Linked DNA regions of Sus scrofa: region 2 is linked to region 1. The links are chromatin contacts, called in public Hi-C maps. All regions are on one chromosome and are shown on one strand. The core of a region is the stretch at or near the end of the contact, and the rest is flanking DNA. Distances in the headings are between cores, read along the strand shown. Region 1 holds the start of SLC25A35 (solute carrier family 25 member 35). Region 2 has its middle 18 kb from the start of ODF4.

Region 1 (6,844 bases), core at 3,498-5,997:
AATTATGGGAAGAACTTCGGAGAAAAAAGACTAGGGACGCTAGCTCAGAAGGGGTTGAGGGGGAAGGCTTGGAGAAAGGTGGTGGGAAGGGAAGACAGGCGATGTCTTGGGCTGGAGGAGGCCAGCACACCTTGTATGAGGACGGCCAATAGACTCAGCCCTTTTTGAGTTCCATTTTGTTTGCCAGCTGGATAGCCTTGGGCAAGTTAGTCAACATCTCAGTCTCCCTTGTAAAACAAATGATAATTACCTACTGCTTATACCTTAGTGAAAGTGTTGGGCTTTCTCTAGGTGCTCAATTATCAGTTACCTGAAAAGTCCAGAGCTGCCAAACCCCTGTGCCCTGGTGTATCCTGTTCCCACTGACCTGAAAGTCCTTGCTCTCTTAGGTTGGTGACCTTCAAATCATTCTTCACCTGACCCTTGAAGCTTTTTAGCCACTTCCATCCTGCTTTGTGCCGCAAGCATTTACCTAAATTTCTAATTTGATTTGCAGGAGTTTACTCTCTGACTTCTTCACTACACTGGGAGTGCTTGGATTCACCAGGGGCTGAATCTGAGTCCTACCTACTGCTAAATCATTGAGCCTTAGGGTGAGGCAGGAAGGGTGGAGGGAGGGAGATAATGGGGCTTCTCAGGAGAGTCTCTGGAACAGTCCCCTGAAAAATTCCCAGGAATGCCAAAAGACAAACCAAGCCAAATAGCAAGAGAAGGAAGGATTTACTATTACTCCTAGTAAGTAAGGAAAATACCCGGGATATTTCCCAAAGCAGTGTGTCCTGGAACTGCAAACCTGGGGAAATTTTAAGCCCAAGGAACATGCATATTCATGAAGGAGTTTGGACAGTGTGTGGGTATAGCAGATTCGTTCGTGAAGGGGTTTGTTGAACAGAGGGAAATTCAGTGTAGAACTGGGCCAAAGGTTGCTAGAGTCCAAACTTTAGTTTTTCTGCTTTTTTTTTCGGCTGCACCTCACCCAAGCCACAGCAGTGACAACATGGGATCCTTAACCCACCAAACGACCAGGGAACTCCCAAGCTTTAGTTGGTTGAAGTCACAAGGGTCTAACAATATTTCTTTGGTTCCAACTAGTCTGAAGTCTTAGCCTGTAGTTACCATCCTCCATCTGTGTGGGGCTTTAGTTCCAGTAGAACAACTCAAAGATGAGATTGTTATGTATATTCCTTGAGGAGGACCTAGGATTCTGGTTTAGTGCTCAAATGTTGTTTCTTGAATGCTTTTCCTTAGTTCCTGCATTTTCTGTTCTCCTGAGATCTTATTTTATTTATTTATTTTTTTTGTCTTTTTGCCTTTTCTGGGGCTGCTCCCTCGGCATACGGAGGTTCCCAGGCTGGGGGTCTAATCAAGCTGTAGCTGCCAGCCTATGCCAGAGCTATGGCAATGCAGGATCCGAGTCGCATCTGCGACCTACGCCACAGCAACGCCGGATCCTTAACCCACTGAGCAAGGTCAGGGATCGAACCACAACCTCATGGTTCCTAGTTGGATTCATTAACCACTGAGCCACGATGGGAACTCCCTGAGATCCTTAATTGCTGAGACTTGTTCTAGGGCAAGCGTTGTGGCCAAGCTTAGATCACAAAAATGGCTTAGGTCTAAAATGACTTCTCAGACTTCCCCTTGTGGCTCAGTGGTAACGAACCTGACTACTATCCATGAGGACACAGGTTTGGTCCCTGGCCCTGCTCAGTGGGTTAAGGATCTGGCGTTGCTGCAAGATGCAGTGTAGGGCGAGCATGTGGCTTGGCTCTAGCGTTGCTGTGTTTGTGGCGTAGACTGGTGGTTGTTGTTCTGAATTCCACCCTTAGCCTGGGAACCTCCATACGCTGTGGGTGAGCCCTAAAAAGACAAAAAACCAAACCAAAGCAAAAACTTCTCTTAGGTCAAGAAAGCCATGCCTGGTTCTGTTTCTCCAGGGCCCCCTATGTATCTGCTTACAGGTGACAGTTCTCATTGTTTTAACCTTTGAGTTTACACCAGTAGTTCTCAAAGTGTCATCCCAGGAGCAGCAGCAGCACCTCAAGACTTAAAAATGCAAATTCTTTAGTCCTGCCCTAGACCTCCTGCATTTGAAACTGAAAGTGGGGCCGGACAAGGAGTTTTAGCAAGCCCTTCAGATAATTCTGTTGTGTGCTAAATTTTAGAGCCACTGGCTTAAGGCTTTTATTTTAAATATATAAATGCCCTAGAAATAGACAACTTCTAGTGTTGTTGTTGTTGTTGTTGTTTTTGCTTGTTAGTCCTGCACTTACAGCATATGTGAGGTTCCCAGGATAGGGGTCAAATCAGAGCTACAGCCACTGGCCTACATCACAGCCACAACAACACCAGCACCAGATCTGAGCCGTGTCTGCAACCTGCACCACAGCATGTGGCAACGCCAGATCCTTAACCCACTGAGCGAGGCCAGGGATCGAACCCACAATCTCATGTTTCCTAGTTGGATTTGTTAACCACTGAGCCAAGACGGGAACTCCTGGTTGTTGTTGTTGTTGTTTTTAAGTAATCTTAATTTTTTTTTATGTGTGTGTGTCTTTTGCTATTTATTGGGCCACTCCCACGGCATATGGAGCTTCCCAGGCTAGGGGTCAAATCGGAGCTGTAGCTGCCGGCCTACCCAGAGCCACAGCAACGCTGGATCCAAGACACGTCTGCAACCTACACCATAGCTCACGGCAACGCTGGATCGTTAACCCACTGAGCAAGGGCAGGGACCGAACCCGCAACGTCATGATTCCTAGTCAGATTTGTTAACCACTGTGCCACGATGGGAACTCCAGTAATCTTAATTTTTAGAACAGTTTTAGATCCACAGAAAAATTATAAAGATACTCTGAGAGTATCCTATACACCCCACATCCAATTTCCCTTATTATCTTACATTAATATATTGTTAGAATTCATAAACAAATATTAATACATTATTAATATAGTTTATATTTGATTCAGATTTCCTTTGGGGGGGGCACCTGGCAGTTTCTGGGCCAGGGATCAGATCAGATCTGCAGTTGCCACCTACATAGCCGCTGGGGGAATGTAGGATCTTTAACCCGCTGTGTCCGGTGGGGATCGAACCTTCGTCCCAGCACTCTAGAAAGGCTGCCGATCCTGTTGTGCCACAGCAGGAACTCTACCTTGACAGTTTTGAGGAGTCCCGGTTAGGTATTTTGTAGAATATCCCTCCAATGGGTTTTTTTCCTTATGATTGGACTGAGGATTTAGGGTTTGGGGAGGAATATCTCACAGGTAACTGCCATTTCATCACCCTGTATCAATGGTGCTATTAGATAGATACTATCAAAATAACATCGCTGTTGATGTGGCATGTGGATGTTCTTGGGCCAGGGATGGAACCCACACCATAGCAGTGACAATGCCAGATCCTTAACCCTTAGGCCATCAGGGAACTCACCCCTTATTTATTCAACCAATGTGCCAGAGAGGAAGGGTGGAGAGGAGGGTAGATTGTGTAAGCGCACTGCTGGTCATTGAAAGGACTTGTCTTTTACGCTAAAGAAAATTGGGTTAGGGGAGTTCCCTGGTGGCCTGTTGGTTAAGGATTCAGCGTTGTCACTGTTGCGGCTCCAGTTCGATCCCTGGCACCAGGGAACTTCCGCATGCCACCGTGTGGCCAAAAAAAAAAGAAAAAGGAAAAGAAAGAAAAATGTGTTAAAACATATTTTAACTCCAGTTTCCTGGCTTTTCTTCTTAGTGTCTTGTTTGGAGTGTGTGTGTGTGTGTGGGGGGGCATGTGAAATGTTATCAAAAGCAGGCACCTGGCCATGGGCAAAGGCCCCCTGTTCACAGCTGCCCTTGGGTCTTCCCACCACCCTACTTCCCAGACTCGGGTGTGGCTCATTCCGCCCCCTCAGTTGTTTGTTTGAGTCCTGGGAACTCAGCTCTTCAACCAAAGAGTAAATTAGAGATGAGAGGGGCCCCTGCCTAGCCCCACCCCTCAGGGGTACTGACTCCTGGCTAATCAAAGCCTCACAGGGAGAGACACGGGCTGGGGACCCAGGGAGACAGGGGCTGAGAATGGGGGGCGGGCAGCAAATGGCATCCCTGACCTGGGGTGTGCTCCTGACCTCCCATTTCTGCGCACCCCCCCCCACACACCCCCACCACATGCCTGACACAATGGCCGGGTGGGGCTGAGGAACCGGCTTCCTCTGCAGAGATCTCAATCTGGGCCCTCAGTTCCCGCCCCAGAAAGACAGAGACTCGGAGACCTGGCCCCACGTTCCTTGCTCCAAAGGGCAGGCAGACCAGACTGAAAATAGCAACTGCTTCCAAAAAGATAAAGGTAAATTCAGGGGGGAGCTCCTGCAGAGTTAGAGAGGGGCAAACATGGGTGGGAGGGGTCCCTTGGTGTGAAAGAGTGGGCTGGCTCACACCAGGGGACAGGCTGGATGCTAAAGGGACAGGCTGTCATGCCAGGTGTCTGAGAGATGGTCAGACCCACACACACCATCCCTCAGCCACGCAGAGGTGTCTAGAGCCCTTGCCCCACTGCCAGCCCAGCCCTGTGGCATGGCCAGCCCATCCGCCCGCACCCCGTCCCTGGTCCCTGGCCCCTCCCCAGCCCCTGTGAGCCCCAGGATGGAAAGTGCACCTACAGAACAGCCCACTCTCCTCGCCTGAGTTTCATCCTCTTCCCAGACTCTGGTAACCTCGGAAACCCGGCGTTCGGGGTCCTTCACATCGTCCAGAGCCCCAGTGTGCGCATGTGGAGTGTGGTGTGGTTTGGGGGGGGGGTGTCCGGTTGGGAGGAGGATCCAATTCCTGTTTCCTGCCCCTACTCACTCAGCCCTGGGAGGTGACTGAGAGTGGAGAGGACTCAAGGGTGAGTGTTTGGGCCCAGTACCTGGGTCCCCGCGGGAGGCCTGAGTGGGGGATGGGGGAAGGAAATCAGTGCAGGTACCTGAGGGGGGCAGGGATCCTTGCACGGGGCAAGGCTGGGGAGGAGCTGGCCGGCTGGCAAGGCTGCTGCCCGGGTCACCTAAGGAGCTTCCTGCCCGAACACAGAGGCCATTGAGCTGCAGACTCCCGGTCTACAGCCCCCACCCCCCACCCCGCATCATTTCTCAAGAACCAGTCTGGGGCCTGGAGGGCTCTGACTCTCCTGCTGACTCCACAGGGGAGTGTGGGGGTGCTGGGTCCCCCAGCCCTGACCCTGCAGCCTCCTCAGGATTGTAGCGTCTTCCAGACAGCAGGAAGTGAAGCCCAGGCCCCTGAGTCTTGGCCACACGGGTCCTCACCTTCTGTCTGGTCTCCCGACCACCCTCTAAGCACCCTGGCGGGACCCAGGCTTCCAGTGGGGCATCTCTCTGTGAGCAGATGGGGGGTGGGGGGCAGACAGTGAGGCTGGGGCAGGAGAGATCGAGCCCGGGGCCTCCTGGTCTCTTGGGGTCAGAGGCTCCAGGAATCTTCATGGCAGGAAAAGGAGACTAAAAATAATCCGGAAAGGGAGAGTCCGGAGAGAGGAACTGGGAAATGGGGGGCGGAGGGCCCGCTGGAGCAGGGAAATAGTGATGCATTCCTCATGGCCCAGGCGCCACTGCACTTAGGCCCCACGCAGCACAGAACACACACAGTCTCACCTCCCAGCAGGCGCCACACACGGTACTCCACTCCCCCGCCACCGCATGCCCACACACAACACACACACTCCCGAAACACAGCATCCAACACTCTGCTCACATAGCACAGAAACGCACTGTGTCCGCTCATGCTTAAACCACACACACAAACCTCCACAACACACACCACGGACACCAAACACAATCCATCTGGCAGATACTTGGTGGCTATACCGGCGCCGGCAATTTCCCTCACTGATCCAGTTCTCCCCACCCCTCAACCTGGGTCTCAGGTGCCCCCACCCCAGCCTCACTGTCCCCTCTGGCCTGACGATGTCCCCAGAAGCCAAAAGACAGAGAAATGGAGGCTGGGGGGCCAAGAGAGGCTGGCTGGAGAGTCCAGAGTCCTCGGGGAATGGAATAAGGAGGGGGGAGAGGGAAAGAGAGAAGACCAAACATTTCCTTTCTTTTTTGGGTCTTTTCTATGGCTGCACCCGGGGCATATGGAGATTCCCAGGCTAGGGGGTCTAATCGGGCTGCCCGCATAGGCCAGAGCTTTTGGCTTCTTTTTAAAGACTGCCCCTGCGGCCTATGGAGGTTTCCAGGCTGGGGGGTTCTAATCCGAGCTACAGCTGACCTAGACCACAGCCACAGCAACGTGGGGTCTGAGCCATGTCTGCGACCCCTCAGCTGGCGGGAATGCCAGATTCTTACCCCACTGAGCGAGGTCAGGGATCGAACCTGCAACCTCATGTTTCCTGGTCGAATTCGTTTCCTCTGTGCCAGGGACGGATACTCCTGTTTGTTGCAAACATTTCTGCTCGAAGGCTTCAGTCTACTTGAGGGGGCACGAAGGGTCTCTCTTTCTCCCTCCCTCTTCCCCAGGGGATGAGTCCAGCAGAGTACCCCACTCCTTTGAAGAGCTCAGAGGAAGATGTCAGCCCAGTCTCTTCCTGCAGCAACGCCCCCTACCCAGAAGCCCCCTCGGATCATCCGCCCCCGCCCCCCTTCTCGGCCCCGGGCTGCCCAGTCCTCAGGGACCCACCACAACGGCTCCTCTCCGCAAGAACCTCCCTTCGCCGCCAATGATGCACTAGCCCCGATGTGCACGCCCATCTTCTGGGAGCCCCCCGCCTCGGCCCTCAAGCCTCCAGCCCTTCTGCCTCCATCAGCTTCTAAAGCCAGTCTCGACTCCCAGACTTCCCCAGACTCGCCTTCTGGCACCCCCAGCCCGACATCCCGGC
Region 2 (7,019 bases), core at 79-2,578, 37 kb after region 1:
GAACATTACAACAATATTCCTTTATATTCTTCACCCAGATTTCCTCAAATGTTAACACTTCTCCGTTTGCTTTGTATCTCTCCCTCCTCCATCTCTACACACACACACACACACACACAGACACTTCTTTTTCTTTACCATTTGAAAATAAGTTGAGACGTGATGCTTCTTTACTCCTTACACTTCAATGTGTATTTCCTAAAAACAAAGACATTCTCTCTGTGACCACAGTACGAGTGTCAAGATTAGGAAATTAACTTTGATATAATAATATGATCTTCAGATAGTATTCAGATTTTGTCAATTGCCCCAGCGATGTTCACTATGAAAGAAAATCCTGGATCATGCATTGTATGCAGTTGCCATGTCTCTTTAGCCTACTTTAACTGGGTCAGTTTCTCAGTCTTTGCATTCCTGACATGGACCAGTTATATCATAGGATCTCCCTCAATCTGGGTTTGTCTCATGTTTCTTCATAATTACATTTGGGTAACACATTCTTGGTAGAAATATCACAGGGAGTTCCCTGGTTGCCTAGTGGGTTAAGGACCTGGTGTTGTTACTGCTATGGCTCCAGTCACTGCTGTGGCTTGCATTTGATTCTGCATGCCATGGGTAGGGCAAAAAAAAAAAAAAAAAAGGAAAGAAAGAAAAAAGCTAATTTCACAGAAATGTGTTCTCAGTGCAACATATGAGGAGGCACTAGTATTTGTACCCATACTGGGGCTGTTAACTTTGCTTGGCCCCATCCGCATGTTGCATGAATGAATGACACCCACAGGCTAGAGCAGTGGGTGGGTGAGGAGAGATGGAAGAGGAAAAGCCAAGATTGAAGATGGATTTCCAGGGAGTTCCCTTCCTGGCGCAGCGGAAACGAATCTGATTAGAAACCATGAAGTTTCGGGTTCACTCCCTGGCCTCGCTCAGTGGGTTGAGGATCCAGCGTTGCCTGAGCTGTGGTGTAGGTTACAGACGCGGCTTGGATCCCTTGTTGCTGTGGCTGTGGCTGTGGCTGTGGTGTAGGCCGGCAGTTGTAGCTCCAATTGGACCCCTAGCCTGGGAACCTCCATATGCTGCAGATGAGGTCCTAAAAAGGAAAAAAAAAAAGAAGATGGATTTCAAGGAAGCTCTCTGATACAGAGTGTACCTGCATTGGAGGGGAGGAAGGATGGCGGTTTCCAGGTGTCGGGACTGACTCCCTCCACCCCACCTGGGGCAGAGGCAGTATTTTAGGACTGGGAGGCAGCTGAGTGAATAGCTCAGCTGGTGATCTGGGTTATGTGTTAAGGCAAGAGCTTAGTGGTTCCTGCGTGTAAGGCAGCCATTTCCAGGATTTACGTCACTGCCTTGGGAGAAAGGCACGGGGAGAGGGGACAGCTTCCAAAGAACAGCACACACAGGGCTGAGATGGAGTGGGGGAGGGGGAGGCAAACATCTGGTCACTGAATGCCCCGTCTGTGCAAAACCCAAGGAGGGGAGGCTGATCAGAACTCCGCTGCTGCTCACGTCAAGGGAGGCGTCTAAAAGTGAAAAGAAACCCTAGACCAAAGTTGCATGTGTGGAGGGTTATTCTGAGCAAGGAGCTACGTGATAGAAAGGTTGTAGCAGTTCAGATTAAATGGAAGAGGAAAACTCTACCAAGGAGATTTGGGGAAGCAAAAGGCAAGATAACAGGACCAGATTTCAAATGTTAAAGGATAACATATAATTAGCTGCAAACCCGAAATATATATAATATTTAATAAATTATAAATAAGAAGTGTAGACATAAGATGAATAAGTTTCTAAGAAGCAAAGCCTCATATTAAAACAGAAAGCCAGTTTGCTCAGGAAGCTCATATTTCCTGCCTACTTTGTTTGCTTGGAAAACACAGAAGAGCAGACATCTGGGGTAATTAATTCTGGGGTAAAAATGTCAGAACCTGGGTAAACAAAGATTAGTGCCAAGATAACAACAATAAAGTGGAACCAGAGACTGAAGAAAGAAGCCCAGTTTCAATAATTCACAGGAATAGAATTCTGGACAAAATTCAGGAGATTCCAGAGATAAAATTCTGCCATCAGCGGCTAACTTTTAACAACAGAGGGGTCTTGCCTTTTATATTTAAGTGTATCTCAGGTTTCTTGGCGTTTCCGCCATCGTGGCTCAGTGGAAATGAATCTGACTAGTAACCATGAGGATGCAGGTTCGATCCCTGGCCTGGCTCAGTGGGTTAAGGATTCGGCGTTGCTGTGAGCTGAGGTCACAGAGCTGTGATGTAGGTCGCACTCAGATCGAGCTGCCATGGCTGTGGCGCAGGCCAGCAGTTATAGCTCTGATTCGACCCCTAACCTGGGAACCTCCATGTGCTATGGGTGCGGCCCTGAAAAGACAGACAGACAAATAAATTAGTAAATAAATAAATGAATGTATCTCAGGTTTCTAAACAATTTCCACAAAAGATGTATATTCACATATATAAAAACAACCCTCTCAACCTTTCCTCCTAAAATTCTGTAACCCAAAGCCACCAAATCTGAAAAGGTTTGTGCAGAGGTTACTGGCCCACACAGTGTTTGAAACTCATCTTTGCAAACCATGCTGTAGTGGTCTGTTGCACAAATGTCCAGAAAGCATGCTGAATAATTTGGAAGCAAGAGTTTGTCTGAACTTCTCAGACACCTCCCCATCTGTGTGCTAACTAGTGACATTCCAATGTTTAGCTTCAGAAAGCAACTGGGAATAAGATCTCAGAAATAGCAGAAGCAAATGTTTCTTTTTTCCCAGAGCTGCAAAAAAGCAGATTCTCTCCTACACTATAAAGCTAGTTTTGATAAAGTTGTAACTGGAAAATATTCACGAAAGCATCAATCTCTGAGTCTCCCATCTTCTCTCAAAATATTTGCAAACCATGTATGTGATAAAGGTAAATACCCAAAGTATTTAGGGAACTCCTTCAACTCAATAGCCAAAAACCAAAAAGGTTGAAAAATAGGCAAAGGACTTGAAAGACATACAAATAGGTGGCAGGATACCTGAAAAGATGCTCGTTGCACTAGTCGTCATGGAAATGCAAATAAAAACCACAGCGACATAACAACAAAGACCTAGTGTATGGCACGGGGAACTATATTCAATACTTTATAATAACCTAGAATGGAAAAGAATCTGGGAGTTCCAGTCATGGCGCAGCAGAAACAAATCTGACCAGGAACCATGAGTTTGTGGGTTCGATCCCTGGCTTTGCTCAGTGGGTTAAGGATCTGGTGTTGCCCTGAGCTGTGATGTAGGTCGCAGAGGTGGTTCGGATCCTGCATTGCTGTGGCTGCAGTGTAGGCCAGCAGCTGTAGCTCCGATTGGACCCCTAGCCTGGGAACCTCCATATGCTGCAGGTACGGCTCTAAAAAAAAAAAAAAAAAAGAATCTGAAAAAAATGTGCTTAGAATCTGAAAAAATGTGAATCATCTTGCTGTACACCTGAAACTGACACATTGTAAATCAACTATCCTTCCATTTAAAAAAAGATAAAAGAAAAAAACAAAACCCTCACACCTGTTAGGAATGCTATTATCAAAAAACAAACAAGAAATAAGTATTGGCAAGGATGTGGAGAAATTGAAACTCTGGTACGATTTGGGTGGGAATGTAAATGATGTAGCTGCTCTTAAAACAGCATGGAGAAGTTCCCGTGGTGGCACAGTGGTTAACGAATCCGACTAGGAACCTTGAGGTTGAGGGTTCGATCCCTGGCCTTGCTCAGTGGGTTAACGATCCGGTGTTGCCGTGAGCTGTGCTGTAGGTTGCAGACAAAGCTCGGATCCCCCGTTGCTGTGGCTCTGGCATAGGCTGGCAGCTACAGCTCTGATTGGATCCCTAGCCTGGGAACCTCCATATGCCGCGGGAGCGGCCCCAGAAAAGACAAAACACAAAACAAAACAAATAAACAAAAAACAGCATGGAGTTTCCTCAAAAAATTAAAAATAGGGAGTTCCCACTGTAGCACAGTGGGTTAAGGATCCAGTGATGCTATAGCTGTGACTTAGATTTGATCCTTTGCCCTGGAACTTCCATGTGCTGTGGGTGCAGCCAAAAAAAAAAAAAAAAAAAAAGAAATTAAAATAGGAGTTCCTTGGTGGCAGCAGTTAAGGATCCGGCATTGTCACTGCCGTGGTGCAAGTTGGGTTCCTGGATTGGAAACTTCTGTGTGCCTGGTAGCCAAAACAATTAAAAATAGAAATTAAAAAACTGTAAAATCCAGCAATCCCACTTGTACATATTTATTCAAAATAATTGAAATCAGGATTTTCATTTGAATATCCAGGTTTACTGCAGCGTTATTTACAATAACCAAGATGTGGAAACAACCTAAGTAATTACACACAGGAGAATGAATGGATAAAGACAAAGAGCTATGTACATACAGTGGCATTTAATTCAGCCTTAAAAAAGAAAAAATCCTGCTACATGTGACAACATGGATGACCCTTGGGGACCTGATGATGCTAAATCAAATAAGGCACTTACTGCACGATTCCACTGACGTGAAGGATCTAAAATAGTCAAACAGGGAGTTCCTGTCAGGGAGCAGCAGAAATGAATCCGACTAGGAACCATGAGGTTGCAGGTTCGATCCCTGGGCTCGCTCAGAGAGTTAAGGATCCAGTATTGCCTTGAGCTGTGGTGTGGGTTGCAGACGTGGCTCAGATCTGGCATTGCTGTGGCTGTGGTGTAGGCCAGCAGTGGATTTGACCCCTAGCCTGGGAACCTCCATATGCCACAGGTGTGGCCCTAAAGAGAAAAAAAAAAAAAAAAAAAAAAAAAAAAAAAAAAAAAAGCAAGTCTTCATAATTAAAAAAAGGAGTCGCAAAAAGATATAGCAACATTCCCTCTGCAGCAGATGCAAAGGGAGCAATACTGTTTTGCATCATAAAACTAAGCCAAATAATCTATTTGGACAAGTTATTAAATTAAGATCTTTCTCAAGAATTGATATTGGAGATTTGCATGATGTTTGTAACTGGTACTCATTTCTTCTATTTTCTGTTCAAATAAATCTGCCCTTGTGAGTGTTGTTTCCACAGGATTGTTGTTTTGTTTTTGGCCACACCCTTGGCGTGCAGAAGTTCCAGGACCAGGGATGGACCCCATGCCACAGCAGTGAGAACGCTGGGTCCTGAACCCATTGTGCCACCTGGGAACCCCTGTATGGGGGAGGGGTTTTTTGTAAGTCATCTAAGACTTTAGGACTTGTTGCCATGCCTCATAAAAACTAACTCTCCAAAAACTTTCTGATTGGCTGCTGCTATGGGTTGAAGAGTGTCACCTCAAAGACACTGAAATCCTAAGCCTAGTACCTGTGAATGTGACCTTATTTGGAAATTAGGGTCTCTGCAGATGATCTAGCTAAAGTGAGGTTATTAAGGGTGGGCCCTAATCCACTATGATGAGGGGACATTTGGACACTGAGACAGACACGCACGGAGAGATGCAATGAGGGCGTGGGAGAAAGTCCTCTACAAGCCGAGGAGCATCTGAGGCTGCTGGAACGGAGGAGAGCGCCGTGGGACACACCCTCCCTCAGTCCTCAGAAGGAGCAAACCCTGCTGACATCTTGGCCTCAGACTTGTGATCTCCAGAACTGGGACACAATAAATTTCTGTTGCTTAAGCCACGCAGTGTGTTATGCCAGCCCCAGGAAGCCAGCGCTGCTGTCTTGAGTAGAGTGTGGCAATTTCTGCCTCTCCTGACCCGAGAGATTTCTTTTATTTGTTTTTATTTTGTCTTTTTTTGCCTTTTCTAGGGCTGCTTCCCGTGGCATATGGAGTTTCCTAGGCTAGGGGTCGAATCGGAGCTGTAGCCGCCAGCCTACGCTAGGGCCACGGCAATGCAGGATCCAAGCCACGTCTGCAACCTGCACCACAGCTCAAGGCAATGCCGGATCCTTAGCCCACTGAGCAAGGCCAGGGATCGAACCCTCAACTTCATGGTTCCTAGTCGGATTTGTTAACCACTGAGCCATGACGGGAACTCCTATTAACTTTTTCTTTTATGGCTTTCTCCATTCCAAGATCACAAAAATCTATTTTCCCCCCAATATTTTTATAGTTTTAAAAGATCAACTTTTTTTTTTCCTCCGGATGGACAGCTACTTGATCCAGCATCGCTGTTTAATTTATTGAGATATAACTGATGAGCACCACTAACCGAATAATACAGAGGTGAAATGCCACTTTTATCATAAATTCCTAAATAATTGGATGGGTCTGTTTCTGGCCCTTACTCCTACTCTGACTTCATCTGCCTTTCTTTAGCAATGGGCTACAGGATTGCAAATGCAAAAAATCTGAATGGCCCAGATAGTGGCCACGTACAGAATGCAGGCCTGGCCCGCCTCCTGGGGGTGACAACTTCACTCATTTACTGCCATGCAAAAATGTGGCCTTGCGGAGCCAGATCTTCCAACTTTTCAAGACACGCTAGATATCCAGAGGTTTATAAGAAGTCTTCTTAGATGCTTTTTTTTTTTTTTTTTGTTATTTGCCACGGCTCTGTTGCTAAGAAGAACGCATGGTCAGCTCCATCTCAACCTCCCACAAGCAGAGGAATGTCCGCTCAACTGTTAGCACCCCCGGAAAGCAGTGGCATCCACCCCACCCATGGCTATGATTCTGTTGCCACAATGTGCATGAACAACTCCGAGACAAAAAAATGAAATAGGCAGCAACAGATCTTCACATGACTAAGCTACATCCTTCGAACAAACATTCCTGATACCAGCTTAGACTTGAATCAGCAACATGCAATGGCAGATGCAAGCTCACACGGATGAAAGATTGCTGGATGACCACGCACCTCGTGATTCCCAGTTGATCTTTACCACTGGAGCCATCAGGACCTGCTCCGAAAAAAAACCCAGTTTTTAATATGGATATGGTCCCATTACACTATACTAAAAAAAACAATGAAATTCTACAAAAATATATATCTTAAATAGTTGATTCATGTTGTAGTTCTCCGCTACCAGATGACCCATGTTCAA

Evidence for each region. A called contact is a pair of places that touch in the nucleus more often than the background predicts.
Region 2: a Hi-C map of skeletal muscle shows a contact between it and region 1, with 2.5 times the contacts expected there. The contact joins the enhancer-like site here to the promoter of SLC25A35 in region 1. A contact is called at or near these places in 8 of 47 Hi-C or Micro-C datasets (adipocytes, blood, embryonic fibroblasts and 4 more) and 2 of 2 datasets of contacts at active chromatin or transcription factors (alveolar macrophages and skeletal muscle).

The regions. Positions count from the first base shown.
Region 1 is chr12:53,491,225-53,498,068 of Sscrofa11.1, forward strand. SLC25A35 (solute carrier family 25 member 35) reads right to left here and starts at 4,748. Exons shown (of 6, transcript NM_001243357.1): 1 at 4,638-4,748. The coding sequence starts at 4,669. It overlaps ARHGEF15 (rho guanine nucleotide exchange factor 15), which reads left to right and starts at 4,185. Exons shown (of 21, transcript XM_013990062.2): 1 at 4,185-4,324; 2 at 4,829-4,864; 3 at 6,486-6,844. The coding sequence starts at 6,535.
Region 2 is chr12:53,531,888-53,538,906 of Sscrofa11.1, forward strand. No RefSeq gene overlaps it. Among named protein-coding and RNA genes, the nearest start is that of ODF4, 18 kb to the left of the region's middle. Within about 2 kb of position 1,329, at least 9 of the 83 cell types and tissues checked have an H3K27ac peak or open chromatin away from gene starts, as enhancers often do. A contact at or near this core is called in skeletal muscle, where this site is marked.